2 separate regions of the Pan troglodytes genome follow, and region 1 is linked to region 2. A link is a contact called in public HiChIP or PLAC-seq data. All regions are on one chromosome and are shown on one strand. Each heading gives the region's core, a stretch centred on a gene start, on an enhancer-like site or on the middle of the called end of the contact. The rest is flanking DNA. Distances are from core to core; before and after follow the strand shown.

Evidence for each region. HiChIP or PLAC-seq counts read pairs in DNA pulled down with a chosen protein or histone mark.
Region 1: a contact with region 2 is called in an H3K4me3 HiChIP or PLAC-seq map of stem cell-derived excitatory neurons, with 10 times the contacts expected there. The contact joins the promoter of GNAS here to the promoter of NPEPL1 in region 2. A contact is called at or near these places in 3 of 7 Hi-C or Micro-C datasets (induced pluripotent stem cells and stem cell-derived neural progenitor cells) and 1 of 1 datasets of contacts at active chromatin or transcription factors (stem cell-derived excitatory neurons).

The regions. Positions count from the first base shown.
Region 1 is chr21:65,132,973-65,138,392 of NHGRI_mPanTro3-v2.0_pri, forward strand. GNAS (GNAS complex locus) reads left to right here and starts at 3,178. Exons shown (of 12, transcript XM_009437485.4): 1 at 3,178-3,314. The coding sequence starts at 3,272. LOC104003639 (neuroendocrine secretory protein 55) reads left to right here and starts at 2,535. Exons shown (of 2, transcript XM_016938197.4): 1 at 2,535-3,314. The coding sequence starts at 2,535. The coding sequence ends at 3,272. LOC129138217 (a long non-coding RNA gene) reads right to left here. Exons shown (of 4, transcript XR_010154140.1): 2 at 4,855-4,968; 3 at 4,363-4,655.
Region 2 is chr21:64,943,542-64,948,882 of NHGRI_mPanTro3-v2.0_pri, forward strand. NPEPL1 (aminopeptidase like 1) reads left to right here and starts at 1,899. Exons shown (of 19, transcript XM_063802671.1): 1 at 1,899-2,807. The coding sequence starts at 2,727.

The sequences.
Region 1 (5,420 bases), core at 1,928-4,427, 190 kb after region 2:
TTCCACAGGAAAAGTGGTAGAGCAGGGCACAACTGGAACATAGACATTTGTCCTTTTGTGGGGTTTGACAAGTCAATCCTACTTTATCAGACTAACCTCCCAGGTTCAAGCAATTCTTGTGGCTCAGCCACCCGAGCAGCTGGAACTACAGGCGTGCGTCAACACGCCTGGCTGATTTTTGTATTTTTAGTAGAGACAGGATTTCACCATGTTGGTCAGGCTGGTCTTGAACTCCTGGCCTCAAGTGACCCATCCGCCTTGGCCTCCCGAAGTGCTGGGATTATAGGTGAGAGCCACCATGCCCAGCCCAATCACTATTTTAATGCTACAAACTAACACAGAGTGCAAGATACAAGCTAGACACAGCCAAGATGCAGAAAGGAAAACCTCAACACATCCAAAGCAGTTGCTGGTCTCTCACTGGGGTATGAACTCTGCACTTGGTGGTTTTAATACGGGTGTGGTGTTGAAGGTGTGAGGTTAAGTTCCATCATGGTGAGAATGGCTGTGGGTACCTGACTGACTCTTCAGACACCAGGCAGAAGTACCAGTACCAGGAGGGCCTGGTGGGCCACCCAGTGGTAGAGCCTCTTTTTTTAAGATTCCCCATACTGACTCAAGAAGGAGAAAAGGACCACAACCCATGACATGTGTCCTAAGTCAAACAACCTTCTTGATACTCCCAGGGATTCTAGGACGATGGCTTTGCTCTGAGTTGTTTCGCCTTTGGACTTGTCACTATGGCCAAAAAGGCACTCCATAATCATCATGGAGGGCCAGACTGAAGACATGCACACCTCAAAAGCAGCAGCCAGGTTAGCTCCCACTGCAGGGATCTCCTCCTGTAGGCCATCATTTGATTTTCTAGGGCCAAGAAAGAGCGGCACTATTTACTCCAAATCTTCAGCCTTGCAGAGTACAACAACACGATCTAGTGGTGTCTGACCGCCCCCTAGCCCTGATCCAATCATTTTCTCATGTGGAATTCAAGCTAGATTAAACTATGTTGGTGGGTACAGAGGGATTCTGACTGATTCAATCTCCTGATTAACAGCAAATTAATCCAAAATATCCTTTCCTTAATACAATACTTTTGTTGTTGTTGTTCACTACTCTACCTTCAGCACCTAAAACACAGCTTGGCACATGCAAGGCACCCAATGAGTATTGCTGAGTTACCTTTGTTAAAAACCTATCTAGGAGCCGGGCGCGGTGGCTCACGCCTGTAATCCCAGCTACTCAGGAGGCTTAGGTAGGAGAATCTCTTGAAGCCAGGAGGCAGAGGTTGCAGTGACCCAAGATCACATCAGTGCACTCCAGCTTGGGTGACAGAGCAAGATTCTGTCTCAAAAAAAAAAAAAAAAAAAAAAAAAAAAAAACCTACCTAGGAAATGGCTGTAAGGGGCCTCCAGTGAGGATTCCGTGTCACCCTGAACTGCCCCGCAGGAGAGAAGTGGTTGTGTGAACTGAGAGCGCAGGAAAGACTTCCCTTTACCCATGCTCTCAGCTCCAGTCCACTTCCAGCACCACCTTCTCAGCTCAATCGAGCTCAGGGCAGTCCTCAGATGGGCTTGCGGACTTGCAAACTACTACCTCAACCGTGGGGGCCCTTGTTGAAGAAGATGAGGTAATTAGCCAATTCAGACTGTTTGAGCACGTATTTTTTGGAAACTTTTCTAATTACAGTCACTATAACAGATCTGCTAAAGGTAGTTTCATGATTAATGGCTGCCCGAAGTTACCATCCTCAAACTATTAAGCCATTGGAAAATGCTAGAGGCTTAATACTCGTGTATAGACAGACCCTCATTCCCCTGAATATTTGCTATTTGGGGTTCTGGGTTTTTAGCTGCTTCCAGGCTGTGTTTATTTCCCCAATAACTGGGGAAACTGGGGAGGGGCACGACCCCACGGGAGCCTGCGCCCACCTGCCCAAGTACTGGACCTGGGGCTAGCTTGCCGCTTGCTCCTTGCCACCCGCCAGGCCCCCCGCCCATCGCTTCGCCCAAATCCTTTCAAACAAGGTTCCCTCCTGCCACCTGCCGGCCCACTAGGGTCTGCGCCACAGGCTCGGCGCCACCACGCAGCTCGCGGGGAGGTGGCCCCCACCTCCTTACTGCACATGCCCGGCAGAAGTCCGGGCGCGCAACTTCGCAGAACCTCACTGCCCGTCCCTCCTCGCCTCAGTCTCCTCTGTCCTCTCCCAGGCAAGAGGACCGGCGGAGGCACCTCTCTCGAGTCTTAGGCTGCGGAATCTAAGACTCAGCGAGAGGAGCTCGGGAGGAGACAGAACTTTCCCATCCCTTCTTCTTGCTCAGAGAGGCAAGCAAGGCGCGGAGCTTTAGAAAGTTCTTAAGTGGTCAGGAAGGTAGGTGCTTCCCTTTTTCTCCTCACAAGGAGGTGAGGCTGGGACCTCCGGGCCAGCTTCTCACCTCATAGGGTGTACCTTTCCCGGCTCCAGCAGCCAATGCGCTTCGGAGCCGCTCTCTGCAGAGCCAGAGGGCAGGCCGGCTTCTCGGTGTGCGCCTAAGAGGATGGATCGGAGGTCCCGGGCTCAGCAGTGGCGCCGAGCTCGCCATAATTACAACGACCTGTGCCCGCCCATAGGCCGCCGGGCAGCCACCGCGCTCCTCTGGCTCTCCTGCTCCATCGCGCTCCTCCGCGCCCTTGCCACCTCCAACGCCCGTGCCCAGCAGCGCGCGGCTGCCCAACAGCGCCGGAGCTTCCTTAACGCCCACCACCGCTCCGGCGCCCAGGTATTCCCTGAGTCCCCCGAATCGGAATCTGACCACGAGCACGAGGAGGCAGACCTTGAGCTGTCCCTCCCCGAGTGCCTAGAGTACGAGGAAGAGTTCGACTACGAGACCGAGAGCGAGACCGAGTCCGAAATCGAGTCCGAGACCGACTTCGAGACCGAGCCTGAGACCGCCCCCACCACTGAGCCCGAGACCGAGCCTGAAGACGATCGCGGCCCGGTGGTGCCCAAGCACTCCACCTTCGGCCAGTCCCTCACCCAGCGTCTGCACGCTCTCAAGTTGCGAAGCCCCGACGCCTCCCCAAGTCGCGCGCCGCCCAGCACTCAGGAGCCCCAGAGCCCCAGGGAAGGGGAGGAGCTCAAGCCCGAGGACAAAGATCCAAGGGACCCCGAAGAGTCGAAGGAGCCCAAGGAGGAGAAGCAGCGGCGTCGCTGCAAGCCAAAGAAGCCCACCCGCCGTGACGCGTCCCCGGAGTCCCCTTCCAAAAAGGGACCCATCCCCATCCGGCGTTACTAATGGAGGACGCCGTCCAGATTCTCCTTGTTTTCATGGATTCAGGTTAGTTGCCCCGCTAAATTGGGGAGCCTGAGGGCGGTGTGGGAGCAGCGCGGGTGGAAAGGAGGTGAGAAGGAAAGGCAGGTCAGGGGCGAGTGGGAAGAGAGGAGGCTCAGCTGGTCAGCCTGGGATCGGGGGTCAGGGTGAGGCGGCGAGGGCTCCCCCAAACTTCCCAGGATGCCAGGGGCGCCCTGGTGGCCAAAGGCTTGTTGGACGGCGGGGCGCACGCCGTGCGTCCCGCTGGAGACAACCTGAGGTCTCCGAGCTGGTGCCCCGGCTACGCTACTGAATCCCGAACGCACCCCAGATTTGGAGCTGCACACCCAAACGGCATTGGTAAGTCACTTGTTTTGCGCGCTTTTCTTCCTCCTAGAAAGACTAGTCTCAAATAAGTTGGCCTTCTCAGGTGTCCAAAATGTGGTTCGGAGGTGCGAGCGCCAACTTTCACGATGTGAGAGCAGCCGCGCTGTAGAGACACTGTTGAAATGTGCAGAAAGTAATCAGAATGGGAATGGGCGAGAACTCTAGAGACTGACCACCCGGGAGGGAAGTCACGCGCGCGCGGCGCCTAAGCAGCTCAGAGCCGGAGCCCAGGTCCCAGAGCTGACAATTAAGCCGCGGGACCTCCGCGCCAGTGCCTCCAGCTGCCGTGCGCCAGCCTTGGCCGCCACAGCCCGCCTCCCTTCGCTCGCGGGACAGAGACCGCCTCAAAGAGCGTGCGCACCTGCCCGCGCGCGCCGGAGCTGACCTCTCCCGGCGGCGGGCGGTTAGGGGAAAGTACCTGGGGGAAAGGTAGAGGAGGTAAGGGGACCCTTGGGGGTGCCCCTACGGGCTACCAGGGTTGAACGCACAGGCATGGTCACGTCGGGGTATTGCCAAGCTTTTGGCGCAGCTGGTCGGGTGGCCAGGCTGCATGCGGCTTAGCAGGAGACGTCCTGGGCTGTTTGTGCAGGACCTCTGGAGGCCCTCGAGATCGTCGCAAGCGGAAAGGTAAAGCGGAACAAGGGACAGGCTGGAGACGGGGGTCGCGTCTAACATCAGGATAACTTACAATTCGTTTCCAAAGAGCGCGGTACGCGCAGAGCTGGGGAAAGGTGTTGGATCCGGCGCCAGTCCTTGGACGATCAGTCGTCGAAAAGGAGGCAGGGGCCGGCGGCTCCGGCAGCCTTGGGGAGGGGAGGCGAGGCGGCGTGCTCCGGCCATTTTCAGCACGGGTAGAGTTAAGTTTAATCTGTAACCTGGAGGGGAATCTGCTCTGATGACCCAGCACAAAAACGGCAGCAATCTGGTAACGCACCTTCGGAAGGGAAGGCGTGCTCTCCTCGCCAGTCCTGGGGGGAAAGACTGATAAGTGAAATGTCTTTTAAAAATCTCATCCGACTTGGAAATTGATTTTTTTTTTTCCTGGTGTGCGTGTCTCATTTTGCGCCGGCTTAATTATTCGGATGACAACGATTTGGAGGAATAGTAAAGCGTTTTGAGGGCTTGAGATGAATGACGGTCAGGTTCTTAACTCCTAAGGATGATGATAGAAGGAAAATACCTTAAATGGTCTTCCTTCCAGGACCTATTCCGTAGGAAAGGCGTCGCGGCGCCCAAGACTTAGTTCTGCCGGGCTGCAGCGCAGACTGTGGTTGGATGCCTTTGGTGGTCTTCCCTAGTAAATACGGAGAAACCAGTTTATTTGCAAGTGGTTTTCTGCGACAGCAATGTTAGTCTCAGAAGTTTGGAGGCTGCGGAAGGGCTAGGCGTGCCCCGCTTTTGGCTTGCCCCTAAATCGAAATTCCTGCTTAATGTAAACAATGATGGTGTGTTGGCTTTCTGTGACGTTAAGTGTTCAGTTTTTCCTCTGGTAATGTCTCAGCCTGAGTTCACCAAGCAAAATGTCTCTAGGGACAAGCAAGAAAAACTAGGGATTGTGTTGAATTTTTTTGGTGTGCCTTTCAAGTGTGGGAGCTATCTTCAGACTGGGTATTCCGGGAGACCCGTTTTCCCACAGAGAATTATTCATTAGAGAAATGAGCATGTTGCCTTGTTGCAGGATGAATAAACAAGTTTTTTAAAAGCCCTCCGTGTCGAGCCCACACCTCACACCCATCTTGCTGTTTT
Region 2 (5,341 bases), core at 649-3,148:
GGAAAAGTAAACAAGTCCCCCCCCTGCTTTGTGAGGTGATGAGCGCTGGGGAGATAGGAAGAGAGTGGGGACCATGTTTCTAACCTGATTCTCCTACCGACGACCAGCTCAGTTATTATTTACAAATACCTGTCCCCTAAAGGGGGGAGCGGGGTTGGGGGGGCTTGGCCGTGCTACTGGGGTCAGAGCTCGCAGGGGGCTTCTGCCGCGGTGTGGGGACAAACTCTCCCTTATTGGGCAAATATTTTCCGGGGCGCTACGCTAAGCACACGGGCTCCCCGAATTTCCCTCCCCAGGGCCTCTGTCTTTGGATGGCCTGTCAGCAAGTCCCTGCAGCCTCCAGCCCGGCCCGCGCGGCGACCCAGTCCCCTGTCGCCCGAATCTTCCACCGCTGCGAAGCGTCCCCGGGCGAGCGCCCTGCTCTCCGCGCTGCGCGGAAGCCAGAGCCGGTCCTCACAGTGAACTCGCCCAGCCCTGCTCGCGGCTCTCTCGATTTTATGTGGGTTTCGTTGGATGCATTTTGTTATTTGACTCAATGGATGTTTCACATTAATTTTTAGTTGCACAACGAACGCGCGGGAACATTCTCCGTGAGAGAAAAAGCACGGGTGGGGGGCGGTTACCGGCTCTTCCCCCGGTCGCCTGGGGGTCCCGCACGCGCCCCGCGGGTGCCGCTGTCTGGCTGGGGTCCCTGGGTGAGCCGCGGGCACCGGCTTCGCGTCTCCCCGGGCGCGACTCCGCTTTGCAAGCGCTCAGCACACGGGAAACCCTCGGAAAACACACACGTGTGTAAAGTTTGTTCCACGCAGAAACAAAGGACGCGTGGGGGCCGCTTCTGGGCCTCGGTCCTTTGTTGGAACCCCGCACCGCAGCCCGGCCCGCAGCCTCGCCCCGCAAGGGGAAGCCGGCCCTGCACAGGCCCGGGGCCCGGAAGGCGCCGCCGCACAGTTCTGCGCCCCCGACCCGCTCCGGCCGCGCGCTGGGCCAGGCCCTTGGCCTCCAGCCTCCCGGGCGGCTCCGGGCCGGACCCGGGTCTCCGTCGCGGGGCGCCAGCCTGTTTGTGGGTGCCGTGCTCGGGCCCGGGCGGCCCCTGCCCGACGCGGCCCCGCGGAGCCCCTGCACGAACCCAGCCGACCTGGCCCGGGGCGGCAAGTCGAGGTGCTTAGGACACCCCGGGCCCGGCCAAGCGTGGAATACCGGGCCCGGGGCACGGGGGGGCGCGGGGGTCGCAGGGCCAGGGCCCAGGCAGAGAACAGAGATTTTTTTCGCGGGGAGGGGGGTGGGAGGTGTCAAAGTTTTCGGGGGAACTTTTCCACTTGAGATTCCACGACCCTGCAGTGCCCCCTACAGAAAGCGGCAGCTGGGGAGGGCGGGCGCCCCCGAAGACCCCCGACTGCCAGCGGCGGCGCGGCCAGGCTGCCTGGAGTTCTCGCTTCCTTTTTTTTTTTTTTTTTTTTTTCTTTTATTTCCTCCTGGTTGTTTGTCGGATACATCTTTTTCCAGAGTGGGAAAAAAAAAAAAAAAAAAAAAAAAAGCGAGCGCCGCCGCCTGCAGTAGAGCGTGCTCGGCCTGCAGAGGCAGTCGTCTCCAACTTTTCCTCTCCCGCTCCAACTCCCCGCGCCCAAAACTTCAGTTCTTGGGGAGCCCAAATTTGCCTGCCGCGCAACTTCCACTCTAATTCAGGGACCAAGGGCCCTGGCAGCGGTTTGCAGCCTGGGGGCCACGCTCCCCAGGCTCAGGCCTGCTCGTTGGCCTGCTCCTAGTGCCTGGACCCAGTTGGGGGAGGCGAAACAGGGCGCCCGAGGAGCACCCCGGGAGAGGGCGGAGCACTCCCGTGCCCCGGGGCAGGAGTGCAGGGAGCTCCCGCGCCCGGAACGTTGCGAGCAAGGCTTGCGAGCGTCGCAGGGGGGCACTCGCGAGGGACGGACAGGAAGAGGGCCAGGGGGGAACGCCAGAACCCGGGACCACAGCACGGAAACGGCCCGGGGCTGAGCTGCAGTCAGATCCGGGGATGGAGGGAGCCGGAGAAGAGGAGTGAGAAGGCCGGGGAGGCAGGCCCTGCTGTCTTCCTGCAGGCCGGCAGCCTGCTGGCAGTGGAGGACCAGGCCGTCCAGGAAAGGAAGGGGTCAGGAGGTCGGGCAGGGCCTCAGCAGGTTCAGACAAGTCCCCAGAAGGGAGCTGCAGGCGCCCTCGAGTCCAGGCCCCAAGCCTGGCTCCGGTTGTCCAAAGAGGGCCTAGGCCAGGCCTCTGGTGCGGAAACTGAGTCACAGCCAGACCTCACGGCACGGCCTAGACGCTTACGAGCCAAAGTTAGGGGTAGAGAGCAGAGACCTTTGGGGGGTCTCAGGGAGTAGGGGGCTTCAGGGCCTCCCAGTCTAGAGCCGGATTGGCGAGTTAGACGCTTGTAGATCCAAGGTTGGATTGGGGTGGGGGTCTCTGGGACGTTGGATCGCTACGCAAGGATTGGGGGGATTCAAGTGCTTAGAGATCGAAGTCTGTCCTGGGTAGGGGGAGTCAGACAATTGGAAAGCCTAGGTAGTTATTTGGGGAGGGGTCTCTACGCCTTGGCGAAGCGCACAGCTGCATCTTTTTGGCTTGAGGCCTGAGGCCTTGTCGAGAAGCTTCCGTGAAAGGGTGGGCCAGCCGGGCCACGAGAAAGAAAGTGAATAAATCAGGAATATAAGTGGGCGGGGGGCCCCTGAGAGGGGGGTCGCAAAGGGTGAGACATGGCCACCAGGCGTTTAACCGACGCTTTCTTGTTGTTGCGGAATAATTCCATCCAAAACCGGCAGCTGTTAGCCGAGCAAGTGAGTAGTCACACCACCTCCAGCCCTCTGCATTCACGTAGCATTGCTGCGGTGAGTCTCCTGGCGGCCTCTCCGACACACGGACCGTGTGCACTGCGGCTCTGCCTGTTTGTCTGTCTCTGTCTGTCTCTCTGTTTAAAAAAAGAAGATAAGAATAATAAGACTAAGAATAATAAGATCTCTTGGCTAGAGTCAGGGGGCATCTGTAGCCCTGGATGGGGAAGAAGCGGTGCTGTGAGGCCGCAGCTCCACCTCTGCCCCGTCTTCTCCTCACTTCCGCAGCACCCCCCCCGCACCCCCCGCCTTGGCGTCACTGCGCTACAGGCCGCCTGTAATTTACATATGTTTTAACGCTAACATTGGGAAGCATTGGGCCTTTCTGAAGCCTTTTTGTTTCGTTTTGTTTGAAGCTCCCCTCCCCCCAGTAATGAGCCTCGGTTTGGTCCTAATGGCTGGGTCGCGGGATCGTAGACCCAAATCCTTGCAAAATGAACGACTCCCTCCCCTCAAAGAGGAGGGAGTTGTGTTGTTGTTTTGTTTTGTTTTTCCGCCCGTTTTCTTTTAACGGCCCCGCAGCCCTCTGTGTGGCCTTGTTCCCTGTGAGTAATTGCCTCACTGTTCTTCCTGGGGGCTTGCGTTTGTGAGACTCAAGGTGCTAGCCTCTTCACTTTCCATTTCCCAGACAGGAAATTAAGCTTTCCTCTCCATTCGAACTTTTTAAAAAAAGCCTGAGGAGGTATATGTGAAAATTAACCCCGTAAAATAGCACTTTTTTTTTTTTAATTAACCAGAACCTTTAGTTAGCCTAGCAGTAGCGTTTTTTAAGGGTGGTCCTGGAAAAATTACTGTTTGGGGTTTGTTTTTAATGGGGGCTACTTTTCCCTTTCTGAGCCTCAGTTTACTGCTCTGTTAAATAAGGGGCGAGTCTGGATGATCTATACCAGACAGTGATCGTTAGCTCTGTAATGTCTTCAATTGAAAAGTGAAGTTATGAAACTGGCTGTAGTTCAGGCTACCTGCTGTAGGCAGGCTAGGTTGGAATAGAAGCAGCGTTGGAACAGGCGGGGAATAGCCATCCCAGGACCACATTCTTGGGGGTTATACTTGATATTAGGCAATTTTGGAACATTCATTTCACCTCTTAGGGACTGTATTGCCAGTTTATTTTTTTCTTTATGGCTTTATCTAAATGCTTCAGGAAAATTTTGCCATATGTCATGATTATCATGTCTACAAAGACAGTTTCTCCTTTTTGTAAGTCACAGGTGGAGAATGTCTTTGGCCATATAACTGATAGAAAAGTCATTTAAAGCCGTGTGAGCGGTTTCAGGAATAAAAGCATGTAAACTCAGGTCAAACAGCCTAGAACTAGGGACAGAGTGTGTGTGAGATTTCAATTAATTAAGAAGTTGAAGGGTTTTTTTTACATTTATAAACGGAAAGGAATTACATTATATTGAAATAAATGTAAAGATGTCTGGTAGCATAGAAACAGGCTAATTCTAGCGCTAATTTTGAAGAAGAAATAATCCAAGAAATCGAGTAGAAATTGGATGAATTCAATTCCTTAACGGAACTTCAGTAATGTTAAATAAGAACTGCATGTTCCTTAAATGACTTGATTTTGTGCTGCCTCAAAAACTACTGAAACTCATATTAAGATTTCTAAGGTATCAGTTTTAATTGAAAAACATATTGTTTATTTTTCAATTTTTAATCATTAAGGTTCAAAATACCTTGAACCTTTGGGTAACATGAGGGTTTTTTTTTTTTTCCCCGATTAAGTCAGACAGTTTAAAAACCTAGTATCTGAGACGGGAAGCTTTTTAAAAGTGCATCTCTGAATCAAACCACTTTAGAAAATTATTTTCTAAGTTAGGCAATTTTAAAAAATATTTAAGCTAAGCAGAATAATTAAAAATGGATAGTTAAAGTATACAGTTTGGAAAAATAGATATGTCAGGGTATATACAGATACATTTAGCTAACTCAGAGTTTTTTGAAAATAGATTTCTAAACCCAACTAAAAATACATTTCTAAGAACGTTAAAAAATGTTTTCTAAATGTCATAGCATTGAAAATGTTAATATTTATATTAGTCTGACCATTTAAAATCTTTCTCAGATCATTGAAAGCAGTCATATCATTTAAAATATCCTTATAGTCAATCCATACTATCTAAAAAATAGGTTTTGCAGTCTAACAAACATAGTTTGCCTGAATTAAAATTTAAAAAGAAAACACAGATTTATATATTTTAATTGTGTTAAAAAATGACATGTCATAAATTTCTGAAGTATTTAGGGTTGAAGTGTTACATCTTCACTTTGCTTACAGGTGATTCGTAACAAAATCTATTCTGCACACAGTACGGCGAAATGCTAACAAGACTAAATAGAGGTTATGATTTTTTCAACTTTTCTGGAAGTTGGAAAAGCTTTATAAACATTTTGAAGCAAAAGCCATGTTTAACACAATTTGTAAAATCTATTGAGTAACTCTTAGCAATGCTTTTCACTGCATATCTAGCTCA